4 separate regions of the Sus scrofa genome follow, and regions 1, 2 and 3 are each linked to region 4. Evidence: chromatin contacts called from public Hi-C and HiChIP or PLAC-seq data. All regions are on one chromosome and are shown on one strand. The core of a region is the stretch at or near the end of the contact, and the rest is flanking DNA. Distances in the headings are between cores, read along the strand shown.

Region 1 (3,012 bases), core at 509-3,008, 660 kb after region 4:
CTCAACCCAATGTGCCACAAACAATTTAAAAAATAAAATAAGCAGCAGACCACATAGAAAACAATCTTAAGCAAACCTCTTCCTCAGTAACTTAGACCAACCACCTCATCATCATCTCCCATTCCTTATCTTGTAAAGATCAACAATTCCCCCCTGCTACGCCAACATTACTTCTCAAGCTTTGTGAAACTCACTGTATCCTGTAATTGAACATTTAACCAATGCTGATCCAATTTAATTAATAATTTTGTTTCATAACAGATACATTAGAATAAACTTCTCAGAGATGGCACACTTACCTTTAAATAGTTACTCCTTCATTATTTTGTATATTCCCATTTCCTTCCAAACATGTCAGTACCTGCATACAGTGTTTACTTCTTTGGTCCTAGGGACAGCAAGAAACATTTTATATAACTGTAGTTTAATATAAAACTTACACTTTATTTATATAAAACTCACTTAAACTTACAATAAAAAATACACGCTAAAAGTTTTACCGTGTATTTTTATTAGCGATGGGACAGTACTGTGCAAAACTGTGTTCCTTAAAGCTGTACCAAAAGCACACTAAGTTTACTGATTTTTTTTCTAAAAGGGTAAAGTAACAAAGAAACCAGGTCTGCCCTAAAATACCTTCACTTTTTAAGTGAGAATTTATGTGCGCTCCTCCTGGCCCATTATTATCCTATTATTTATTCTAAAACACTTTTCTTCATTGGATTAGTAAATGAGAATCCGGCCGCACTGGGAAAAAAACCCAAAAACAAAAAGTAACTAATTCATAAATGTTCACATCCAATAAAACTTCAATTGATTTACAATGAACAGGTGAATCAGGGAAAATCCGCAAACAAGCCCTGCGACCCGCCTATTAAAATGCACGCAGGCTCATTCACATCACCTGCAAGTTTCTTTATTTCGAAAGTAGGCACTTAGAGTATTACAAATAAATTGTTTTCACTGAAACGATTCCCTGAAAGCCTGCTGCTGAACTCGGGTCCCTAAGGACATCTGCTTCGGCAATTCCAGTCCCTGGAGAACATTTAAAATCCGTGCGCATTTATGCATTTAAAAATGCCTCGAGGAACTAACTTCCTCAGGAGCAGAAAGCATCCCCGGCATAATCGCGTTCGCGGGCCACTTGGAGACGTAACCTGAGCAATTCAGTTTTAGGAGGTTCAGGATAATGGGGGGCGGGGAGTAAAGGATCATTCGAGAAACACATACAAAACAAAAAATTTCTTTCCAAGCCGGAGACAGGAAACAATTAAAAACATCAGCTACTCTCACATCCACCAGCCTGACCAATCATCTTGGAGTTTAAGAAAATGCGTCCTCGCGGTCGCCACCCGCTACCTCTACCATGAGGAGTAAGGTGATCCACAGAAAACACCCGGCGAGGCGCCGCCCTCCCGGTCGCGCTCGGCGTCCTCTACTGCTCCGAGGCCGCCCGCGCCGCGGGAGGGCAGCGGGCCGCGGCCGGCGGGCCAGCCGAGCTCTGGGCGGTGGCCAGAGGGGCGCGCGAGCCGCGGGCCGAGGCCCAAGTCTCCCCCGCCACCACCAGCCCCGACTGCTACCCAGTCCCCGCCGCAGAACAAAAGCGCTCCCCGCCGCGCGCCCAGCCCCCGCCCCTGGGCACTTCGGCCCCCGGAGCCCCGCGCCCGGCCGAGGACCAGAGAATAGGAACGAGTGGCGGCCGGGAACCAGGTCTCTCACTTACCGATGGGCGCATAAACCAGCCAGAGCGAGCTGGGAGGACGCGTCTGCGGAGCGGCCCTGGAGTTTAAGTCAACTCGGGTCCGCCTCCAGGGGCGTGTCGAGCTGGAGGCCGGGCTCCCGGAACAGCTGGACTCCGCCCTGTGCGCAAAGGCAGCTGAGAGACCCGGTCCCCCGCGCAGCGCTGTGGTCCTAGTGCCACTCAGATGAAGTAGAGTCCGGGCCATCCCGGCTCACCAGTCATCTCCCGAGCTTGCAAAACATGTTCACGTTATCTGACGAAGAAAACTTCTCCAGCAGTGGCCCTCCGCCTTTAGCTTGCATTAGAATCTCGCGAAGGACTTGTTAAAAGGGTACTGAAGAGCATCACCAGCAAAACTGCCAATTCAGTAATTCTAACTCCGCGCTGAAAATGTATGTTTCTAACAAGGGAGATCATCCATTAATGCAAAGGACCCTTCTGAAAAAAAGGTAATAGGCTCTTTTTCTAGGAGGATTTTGATAGGAGAAAGTTGTGAAAATGAAGGGAAACCTCACCAAAATGAAGTTGGGAGGCCAGAAGAGGGAGCTCTCATGCAGTAAGTATCTCTCCATGTTAATTATAGAAAAAATTATAGGAAATTATAGGAAAAATTGTCAATTATAAGTCCAAACAGGAAAAGATGTACCCTTGGATCTCATTCAAGAAATAGAGCACTGGAGTTCCCGTCGTGGCTCAGTGGTTAAGGAATCCTCTAGGAACCATAAGGTTGGGTTCAATCCCTGGCCTTGCTCAGTGGGTTAAGGATCGCGCGTTGCTGTGAGCTGTGGTGTAGGCTGCAGACACGGCTCTGATCCCGAGTTGCAGTGGCTCTGGCGTAGGCTGGCAGCTACAGCTCCAATTAGACCCGGAGTCTTGGAACCTCCATATGCCACAGGTGCGGCCCTAGAAAAGGCAAAAATACCAAAAAAAAAAAAAAAAAAGAAGAAGAATAGACTACTGATACTAGAATCCAGGTTCTCATTCATGAAGTCAAAGAATGAACTTGGAGAACACACAGGCAAACAAAAGTCTTCATTACAGGAAGGCAGACAGCTCCCAGCACAGACACTGGGAAGGGGAGGAAGAGTTACCATCCTCTGATTTTCTTTTGTTGTTGTTGTTGTTGATAAATTTACTTATTTATTTTAATGATTTTTTTTCCATTATAGTTGGTTTACAAGTGTTCTGTCAATTTTCTACTGTACAGAAAGTCACCCAGTCAGACATATATATATATGTGTGTGTGTGTGTGTGTATATACATTCTTTTTC
Region 2 (3,207 bases), core at 459-2,958, 940 kb after region 4:
TTGCTTTTGAGAGAATCCTCAGGAACATGCCTGTTACACACAATAAGATATACCTTTAAAGTTCTTTCATACATTTAATAAATCACTTCCATTTAAGCAGGGACTTTGCCTGGCAACTTTGAACAAAATAAACAAAAGTCCCTCTCTTCAGAAAGCTTAGATGCCAGTGGTGGAATAGAGCAATTAACAGGGCAAACATAGTTCTTGCCTTTATGAAGTCTAGCCAAAAGTTGTACAGATTGTCAAATTTTAACTGTGGGTAGAGATAAATTATACTGACTGCACAATAAAGATAGTCCTAGCATAAAACATCAATGTAATAAAGATTCAAGGGTTTTTCCTAAAAAAAAAAATATTAAAAAAAAAAAAAAAAACAACTATAGAGGAGTTCGCTTCGTGGCTCAATGGTTAATGAACCCGACTAGGATCCATGAGCATGCAGGCTTGCTCCCTGGCCTCACTCAGTGGGTTAAGGATCCAGCGTTGCCCTGAGCTGTGGTGTAGGTCACAGGTGAGGCTCGGGTCCTGAGTTGCTGTGGCTGTGGTATAGGCTGGCAACTGAAGCTCCAATTTGACCCCTAGCCTGGGAACTTCCACATGCCTTAGGTGTGGCTCTAAAAAGCAAAAAAAAAAAAAAAAAAAAAAAAAACCTTTAGATTTAATTGTAATAAAAGAATATCAGCTCCCAAACCTCTTTCTGTAAATACCTCTGATGAGTCATCTTTACCAAAACTGGACTTAATATAAAAAGACACCTTGATAAGAATAAGCAGGAATGAAAGAGCAGTTTAAACAGAAATTATACACCCAGTTGTTTGAGACCTCTGATCTAATCTGCGTAAATATTTTAAAGTCTTATATCCACCCAAGTATTTAGAGTAGGGGCCCCAAGCTTAAATGCCTACCAGGGCTGGGCTGGTGATAGATGTATGATCCAGGCTGTTGTTAGATAACAGAGGGGCTGTGGCAAACTGTAAACTGTTTCAAAACAGTCCAAAAGGGCCGCAAACTGCTGCCAGCCAGGGACTCCTGGGCTGATCTCCCAATCGCTCAAGATAATCCAGATATTTACACATAAACTCTCACTTAAACTGGCACATAAACTGGCAACTAATTAAAATATCAAGACACAGGCGGGCCACAATGCCTCTCAGACCAGTTTGTGAACTCAGGATGGACCTCCAGTGGGTATTAATAAAATTAGCCCACGTTTATGCTTTTGGAATCCCAGGGTCTAGGCTGACCTCATTGGACTAATCCTGTGAGGACCGACCGGGTCAGCCCTTGAATCCCAAAAGTCCAAGGTTTAAAAAGAAATCAAATAGGAGATTGTGGACACCATTTCATCCAGACCGATGTCGCTCCCTCCCAAGCCAGCACCAATGAAACAGCACCCCTTATGAATATGTGATTATGTGCTGGACACTTGGTACGTGGAATGATTGCTAAGGAAAGAAGACGGGTTAAAAAGACGGGTCCAAAAGTATTAGCACGTGATTTCCCTCCAAGGAGAGAGTCAACCTTAAAGGGGCAGGCACAGTTCTCCTCTCCTTACCCGGCTGTGCTAACACCGCCTCAGGAAGCTAAGCACTGGGCACGTCTGTCACTCTCCTCTGCCCGTCTTTTTGCACCTTCTTTATGACTGCAAGCGGGGTCCAGCTTCCTCAGCCAAGCCGGCGCCCAGCCCAGCCCAGCCCAGCCCAGGCTCCGCCCTCCTTCCCGGCAGCGCCTTTTCTCCTTTCGCCTGCCCTTCTTAAAGGGACAGGAAGTTCGAAACCACCGGGCTTTCAGACCTCCCTTGGGAAATAGGGGAGCTACAAATACTGATTTCTTGAAGATCCACTTTGAAGCCCTGGAGCATCTGCTTCATGCCAGTCACACTCCTAAACACTGGGCATAGAATGGTGAGCAAAATAGACCTTTAATAAACCTTTAATAATGACGCTTACTTTTGGAGTTCCCGTCGTGGCTCAGTGGTTAACCAATCCAACTAGGAACCATGAGATTGAGGGTTCGATCCCTGGCCTTGCTCAGTGGGTTAAGGATCTGGTGTTGCCGTGAGCTGTAGTGTGGGTGGCAGATGCGGCTCAGATCCTGCGTTGCTGTGGCTGTGGCTTAGGCCAGTGGCTGCAGCTCTGATTAGACCCCTAGCCTGGGAACCTCCATATGCCGCGGGAGCGCCTCAAGAAAACGCAAAAAGACAATAATAATAATAATAATGACGCTTATGCTCAACTGTGATTAAATCATAATGTCCTCCCTGTTATAATTTCATGCATGCACAATCTTTTTAATTTTCTTAATTACAGTTTATTTCGATAGTACTCTCTGATTCTCTTGCTGTTAATAATTCTTTATTTTTTATTTTTTTGCTTTTTAGGGCTGCACCCTTGGCATTTGGAGGTTCCCAGGCTAGGAGTCCAGTGAGAGCTACAGCTCCGGCCTACACCAGAGTCACAGCAACACAGGATCTGAGCAGCTTCTAGGACCTACATCACAGCTCACCGAAGCGCCAGATCCTTAACCCACTGAGCGAGGCCAGGGATCAAACCATGGTTCCTAGTGGGATTTGTTTCCACTGCACCACGATGGGAACTCCCTGTTAATAATTCTTAACAGACATTAAAGATTAGTTTGCCTAAGAAATGTTGTTTTTTGAGTTTCCATTGTGGCTCAGCAGGTTAAGAACCAGAGTAGTATCCATGAGGATGGAGGTTCCATGGCTGGCTCAGTAGGTTAAGGATCCTGCGTTGTTACAAGCTGCAGTGTAGGTAGCATACATCGCTGAGGTGGGGTGTTACAGTGTGGGGCACAGGGATGCAGCTGCAGCTTCAATTTACTCCTGGCTGGGAACTTCCATATGCTGCAGGTATGGCTGTTAAAAAAAAGAGAGAAGTGTTGTTTTTAACTAGCTTCTGTATTCTATCCCACTGATAGTTTTTAAATTGATCTGCTTCTTTCCATCTCTCTTGCTATTGCCTTAGTTTCACTTTATGATTGCTTGCCTGAATTCCCATAACTGGTCTCTGCAATCCTGCTTTCCTCTAGCCCATTCTCTGTAGTGCAGCTTAAATTGTTGTCTCTGAAACTTTCATTCCATAGTCCAGAAAAAGGCTTTACATTCTTAAAATAATCCCAAAGAAACAGACTATAAGCCCATCACAGCCACAGCAGTGAGGGATCCAAGCTGTGTCTTCGACCTACACC
Region 3 (3,103 bases), core at 248-2,747, 880 kb after region 4:
TGTTCACCATTGAACCCTCAGCACTGAGCATAACCCCTACCCTTTTTCAGCACACACCCTACCCTGGTGTGTGCTGACTGAATGAGCAGCATCCTGAAGAGATGAGAAAGATTGGGTTGCAACTTTCAATCAAAAGTTTACAAAGGGAAGAGAGACGAAAAAGCACCAAAAAGCAGCAAGTACTCTGCAGCTCAACCAAGGAGAGAGAACTCCACCTGGGAAAGAGGGCCTCTTCCTCACCCCGCCTTGGCCGTACTAGGCAGGCTTGAAGCAGCATCTCAATTCCCCAACCAGGAATTGAACCCAGGTAACAGCATGAGAACAACCAATCCTAATCACTGGACCACCTGAGAACTTCCAGAGGGCTCCTTCTTTGGAGTCCTTTCTGATTGGAACACAAACTCTTCTTCTACCCCCGCCAGGATGAAATTCTTACTGAGCATTTTGTACATATGTAGTGCCACTCATCTGTAAAAAAAATGCTAAAAAATTCCGACTTTACAGGATTAAATGAATGTGGTTAATTATGGAAAACACGTAGCTCAGTATGCGCTTTAGAGAAAGTGCTAGGTAAATGGCAGTCACTCTCAGATCCTCTAAACCTCTCTGACGGTCACGGAGTCTGTATCCCAGCGGTCACCGACATACCCCGCCAAAGGCACGGCCCAGCATCGGACGTAAAAGCAGTGACCTCGCGCGGCTCGGAGGATACTGGGCTAGGCTGCGCGCCCTCCTGGCCCACTCTGGAACCCACCAGAGTTGGGGACACCGTCAACAGAACAATAACCGCCACAGCGCTTACCGAAGGGTTAGGTTCCCCTCGATTTTATACGGCCTCCGCTAGGGCGCCGCGCGCAAGGCTCCGCCCCTTGGGCGCCGCGCGCAAGGCTCCGCCCCTTGGGCGCCGCGCGCAAGGCTCCGCCCCTTGGGCGCCGCGCGCAAGGCTCCGCCCCTTGGGCGCCGCGCGCAAGGCTCCGCCCCTTGGGCGCCGCGCGCAAGGCTCCGCCCCTTGGGCGCCGCGCGCAAGGCTCCGCCCCTTGGGCGCCGCGCGCAAGGCTCCGCCCCTTGGGCGCCGCGCGCAAGGCTCCGCCCCTTGGGCGCCGCGCGCAAGGCTCCGCCCCTTGGGCGCCGCGCGCAAGGCTCCGCCCCTTGGGCGCCGCGCGCAAGGCTCCGCCCCTTGGGCGCCGCGCGCAAGGCTCCGCCCCTTGGGCGCCGCGCGCAAGGCTCCGCCCCTTGGGCGCCGCGCGCAAGGCTCCGCCCCTTGGGCGCCGCGCGCAAGGCTCCGCCCCTTGGGCGCCGCGCGCAAGGCTCCGCCCCTTGGGCGCCGCGCGCAAGGCTCCGCCCCTTGGGCGCCGCGCGCAAGGCTCCGCCCCTTGGGCGCCGCGCGCAAGGCTCCGCCCCTTGGGCGCCGCGCGCAAGGCTCCGCCCCTTGGGCGCCGCGCGCAAGGCTCCGCCCCTTGGGCGCCGCGCGCAAGGCTCCGCCCCTTGGGCGGGGCTCGGCTTTGCCCCTGCAGCGCGAGCGCGCCCGCGCCGCGCTACCGGAAGAGGCGGGGCCGCCACGCATCACGCGGGGGGCGGGAGTTGACAGACTGTCTCTGGCTGGATTTCGGCGGCCCCGGAACCGTGGAAGAGGTTCCCGAGGGCCGCTACGATGCCCTCCCCGGAGCGGGTCAGTCAGCTCCTGGACCTGTGAGTTGGCCCCGGCCCGCCTCCCTTCGCCCCGCCGCGGCACCACCCGCCGCCCCGCGCGGCTCTCCTTCCCCGCCCCCTTCCCGCCTCTGACCGCTGAGAAGGCCCCGCAGGTGTTTCCACTCCTGGATCCCAGACTTGTGCTCTCCTCACTGAGGAAGGTCAGGCCAAAAGGGTTGCCTAGCGAGCTTGCCTGTCTGTCCTTTATAGGTGTCCGAACTCAGCTTTGACAGCTCCACACTCAGGGAGTTCCTGGCAGTGGCCTGTCTGATGGGAGCTGAAAGCCTTGATAAAACAAAACATTAGATGGGGTACTCAGAAGCCTTCAGCAAAGTTCCACCCAGTTACTATAATGGGGATAAATATTGATTCCCTTTTTGTAGCGCTCAAATTCTCGATTGCGCTTGCTGGGTTCAGTTCCTGGCTCTGCTGTTCACCAGCTGTGTAACCATGGAAAGTAATTTCATCTCTCTGTGCCCAAGTTCTTGACCTACAATATTAGTATACCTATCTCATGACATTGTAGTGAGGATTAAATTTAACATATTAAAAGTTTAGAAGGCTGCCTAGTATTAAAATTAAGAGAGCTTTCCTTGATATATTTTATTGGCGGAGAAACCAGAAGCACAGAGACATGTAGTTACCCAGTGATTTATGAGGTGAGCACGTTAAGGTTGTTTAACCTTTGCAATGGTCATTGCAGTGGGAGTTTACAGATGGCAGGGGATTGGTTAAAAGTGCTTATTTTATGCAGATATTTTAAGAAGACTATTTAAGTTGATTATCAGAGGCATTTATAAGAAATAACCTAAATTTCACTTACGTTCATGAAATAATCTAGGTTCAGTTTTGATTACATGGCCTAACTGGCTTGGTCAGTTTGGGGAATTTTCAAGCCTGGTCTCCATTTTATTTTATTTAATAAATCCCCGACTTCTGGTCATTGTCTTAGCAAGCTGATACTGTAAACCAATATAGTGTTACTCTCACTACCTCATTTGATGTAGTCATGGAGGTGAACGGTCAGGTAACTGCTGTTACTGATAGTTTCGTAATCACCCTAGGCAGTGGCAGTGGGATCACTGAGTTCTTTTAGCTGTCTTATCCTGATGGATTTCATTTGCTATGTGAGTGGCTGCTCAATTTAAAGACATTTAAAACTCTTGAGAGGGAGTTTCTATTATAGTTCAGCAGGTTAAGGACCCAACGTCGTCTCTATGAGGATGCTGGTTCGATGCCTGGATCTGGCATTGCCACAAGCTGTGGTGTAGGTTGCAGATATGGTTTGGATCTGCTGTTGCTGCGACTGGTGCCATAGCTGCAGCTGTGACTTGCCCCTGGTCTGGGAACTTCCATATGCCACAGATGAGGCCAAAAAAAAAACAACCTCTTTAAGAGGTTACTAGGGAGGTTA
Region 4 (2,863 bases), core at 255-2,754:
CTAGGGATAGGAACAAAGTAATGAACAAAATATACTTAAAACATTTCTCATAATTAGGCTGATGATTCATTCTCTGGTCACTATAAACATTAACATCTTTATAATTTATAATAATTTATAAAGACTACAATGTGTAGGCAGGATTCAGCAGAATGTCAACGAAGTAAATTTGTTCCTGAAATAATTTCTACTATTTAACTACCTAAAAACCCCCCACACACAGCCACCTTACAAAGGATGGCTATGGTTTCCAAGGTTTCCAGTGTCTGGACATACCCCATTATATTTTGAACATTAAATTTCCTCTCAAAATATGTATACTGTATATTTTTAAATTGTAGCAAGATGTAGCGATGCACCTCCTAGAAAGAGAGGAAACTGTCCCCTTCCCAATAGAAAAATCATTAAAAAATGAAAGCACTTAATACAGTAAGCTCTTAAAATGCGTTTCCCCAATAAAAACGGCCTATAGTTGATTTCTCTTCAACCAAGAAAAGCAGGAGGCAGAGAAAATGAAACATACACTTCTCTGGCATTCTAGAAATAGCATTTATTTCCTCAACATTTCTGCATGTAAAAATGTGCTATCTATAAGAAAAACAACATCAAAAGACCAGAGAACCTTGATGCTCAATTTAGATGGAAGACAAAAACCACACAGCCTACGCAGAAAAACGGGATAACCCTTCCTAATACCCACAAACTCCAAGTACAAGTTGGTTTGGGTCTTTCTGTTTGTTTGTTTTTAACTGCTTCTGGAAACCTGAATTACACTGCAAGAAAACACTCAGGTGCCACACAAACGGCCTTCTCGGTCCGGGCCCCGCGGTTCCAAAACTGACTCCACAGCCCCTGAGGGAGGGAAATACCCCAACGCCCTGAAACCAAACCACAAGGGACTGCCAGGTCCCGCGTGCACAATGTGGCCTCGCGTGCCCCGCGCGTCCCCCAGGTGCCCTTGGAAGCAGCGGCCCGCGGGCGAAGCCGCGCCCGGTCCCCGCTGACTCCAGTTCCGCCTGCAGGTCCGTCCCTCCCCCATCCCGCCCCCGAGACCCGCGGGACCCGCCGCGCCGGCTCCGCCCCTCGCCTCCCGGCCAGGCCCTGGACTCCAAGCCCTGGGGCACTGCAGCCCCGGGTGCCCAGGCGCGGCGGCACAGGCCGCGAAGGCCAGCCTGGGAGCCAGCGCTGCCGCAGCCCCGTCCAGGCCCGTACCCCAGGTTCTGGCCTGGGCAGAGGCCGCCTTCGTCCCTCACCTGCGTTCCCACCACTACGATCTGAGGCAACTGGATGATGTCAGCGCCCACAGTGTTGAAGACGTCCTGCAGCTTGTTGATAACAGGAATTAGTGCCTCCATGACTCGGAAAACACGGGACCCCCGCCCGGCCGGCCGCGGCAATGAATGGGGCCGGGGCCCAGAGTCCTCCTTCCTCCTCTCCTCCGCCCTCTCCTCCGGAGCCGGCACCCATTGGACCCCGCCCGCCAGCTACCTGCCCCCTCCCGACAGACAATGCGCCAAGGGGGCGGTGCAGAGAAACAAAGGCTGCCGGGAGTTGTAGTTCTATCACGGAGGACTGCTGGAGCCTACAACTTCCAGAACGCTGCGCGAAGCTGGAGGGACTTGAGCTGGGAGAGAAGGGCCCTTGGGGCCAGGATGCTTGGCTGACTTCTGTCAAAAGATTAGGGAGCTAGGCTCAGAGAGTCGGCAGGAAGAGATATATTTATGCCTGTCCTCGGAGCAAAATGGGTGTGAAAATTCCGGGCACGAATACGTACTAAGTATAGCTGAGTCTCTTGTTTATCCAGCACGTCTTTTCCTAATAAGGATGCTTTTTCGTGTGTGTGTGTGTGTGTGTGTGTGTGTGTGTGTGTGTGTGTGTGTGTGTGTGTGTGTGTGTTGGGGGGAGGGAGGATTTGAAAGGCTTAAAGAATAGCTCTTAGCCTCAGATACCCCAGACCAGGTTGGAACACAAGGATTCTCCAGGATATTTGTTGAAATGTATTCAGAAAGAATCTGAAAGTGTCAGAGTTTTAGAGGGGAAGGGCTGAGCTCTCATTCTCTATATTCTGTATAAATCTTTATTCACTGTGGCCTGATTCTTAGCAAAGTGGAGATCTGATACCTGCCTTACTGGCTGTTTGCTAAGTGTCTTCTGTTCTATTCCTAAATGTTTTTCTTGTAAAACAGGTATCTCTCATTTATTGTAAACCTTTGAAGTTTCCTCTCTCAAAAAAAAAAAAAAAAAGGTGACATCGGAGCAAAGACCCAAGGTAGGTGAGGAGAAAGACTACTTGCCCACTTCATTTTTCTACATAGCATGTATCCCCATCTAACATGCTACATATGCTACATACTGACCTTGTTTACTATCTCTCTCCTCTAGATTATTAGCTCCTAAAGACCAAGGACTTTTGACTGTTTAATTCACTGATACATCCGTAGCCCCTGGAAGGTGACAAACAGGATATTCCCAATCGTAGTACCCTCTTAGTTTACAGTCTAATAGAGGGTGATGCCATTATAGACAAATAGGTTAAGTGCTTTAACTGGGTATTATGAAATACTTTTTCTAGCCCGAAGGGGAAGTGAAAGTTCATGCAAGACTTCCTAAAAGTCACTAGATATAATCTCCTTTAGAGCAAGGACCACCTCCAGTAGTGGAAGTTGTGCTTCAGTGGTTAATAGAACTTTAGGTACCCCTAACCTGCACAGCCATACACGGTAGCCCCGGGGAAGGGCATGCTTGATTTGTTCAGCAGGACACATGGTACTTAATAAATACTTTGAACAAATGAATTAAATATCATCTAAGCGAAGACCTAAAGGTCCACTAGTGGTGTTTCTGGCATCAAGTCTCAGGAACA

The links. Hi-C and Micro-C count contacts between places; a contact is called where the count stands out from the background. HiChIP or PLAC-seq counts read pairs in DNA pulled down with a chosen protein or histone mark.
Region 1: a Hi-C map of subcutaneous adipose tissue shows a contact between it and region 4, with 1.6 times the contacts expected there. The contact joins the promoter of KIAA1551 here to the promoter of DNM1L in region 4. A contact is called at or near these places in 1 of 5 promoter capture datasets (liver), 1 of 47 Hi-C or Micro-C datasets (subcutaneous adipose tissue) and 1 of 2 datasets of contacts at active chromatin or transcription factors (alveolar macrophages).
Region 2: a Hi-C map of subcutaneous adipose tissue shows a contact between it and region 4, with 1.6 times the contacts expected there. The contact joins the promoter of ETFBKMT here to the promoter of DNM1L in region 4. A contact is called at or near these places in 1 of 5 promoter capture datasets (liver) and 4 of 47 Hi-C or Micro-C datasets (embryonic fibroblasts, omental adipose tissue, retroperitoneal adipose tissue and 1 more).
Region 3: a contact with region 4 is called in an H3K27ac HiChIP or PLAC-seq map of alveolar macrophages. The contact joins the promoter of AMN1 here to the promoter of DNM1L in region 4. A contact is called at or near these places in 1 of 5 promoter capture datasets (liver), 2 of 47 Hi-C or Micro-C datasets (heart right ventricle and liver) and 1 of 2 datasets of contacts at active chromatin or transcription factors (alveolar macrophages).

What each region holds. Positions count from the first base shown.
Region 1 is chr5:42,297,734-42,300,745 of Sscrofa11.1, forward strand. It overlaps KIAA1551 (KIAA1551 ortholog), which reads right to left and starts at 1,759. Exons shown (of 6, transcript NM_001243821.1): 1 at 1,724-1,759; 2 at 300-388. LOC100511509 (a long non-coding RNA gene) reads left to right here and starts at 1,896. Exons shown (of 3, transcript XR_001308761.2): 1 at 1,896-2,297.
Region 2 is chr5:42,574,275-42,577,481 of Sscrofa11.1, forward strand. It overlaps ETFBKMT (electron transfer flavoprotein beta subunit lysine methyltransferase), which reads right to left and starts at 1,709. Exons shown (of 4, transcript XM_021092089.1): 1 at 1,556-1,709. LOC110260715 (a long non-coding RNA gene) reads left to right here and starts at 1,776. Exons shown (of 3, transcript XR_002344057.1): 1 at 1,776-1,904.
Region 3 is chr5:42,517,069-42,520,171 of Sscrofa11.1, forward strand. It overlaps AMN1 (protein AMN1 homolog), which reads left to right and starts at 1,498. Exons shown (of 7, transcript XM_021092088.1): 1 at 1,498-1,669.
Region 4 is chr5:41,634,554-41,637,416 of Sscrofa11.1, forward strand. DNM1L (dynamin-1-like protein) reads right to left here and starts at 1,505. Exons shown (of 19, transcript XM_021092060.1): 1 at 1,254-1,505. The coding sequence starts at 1,355.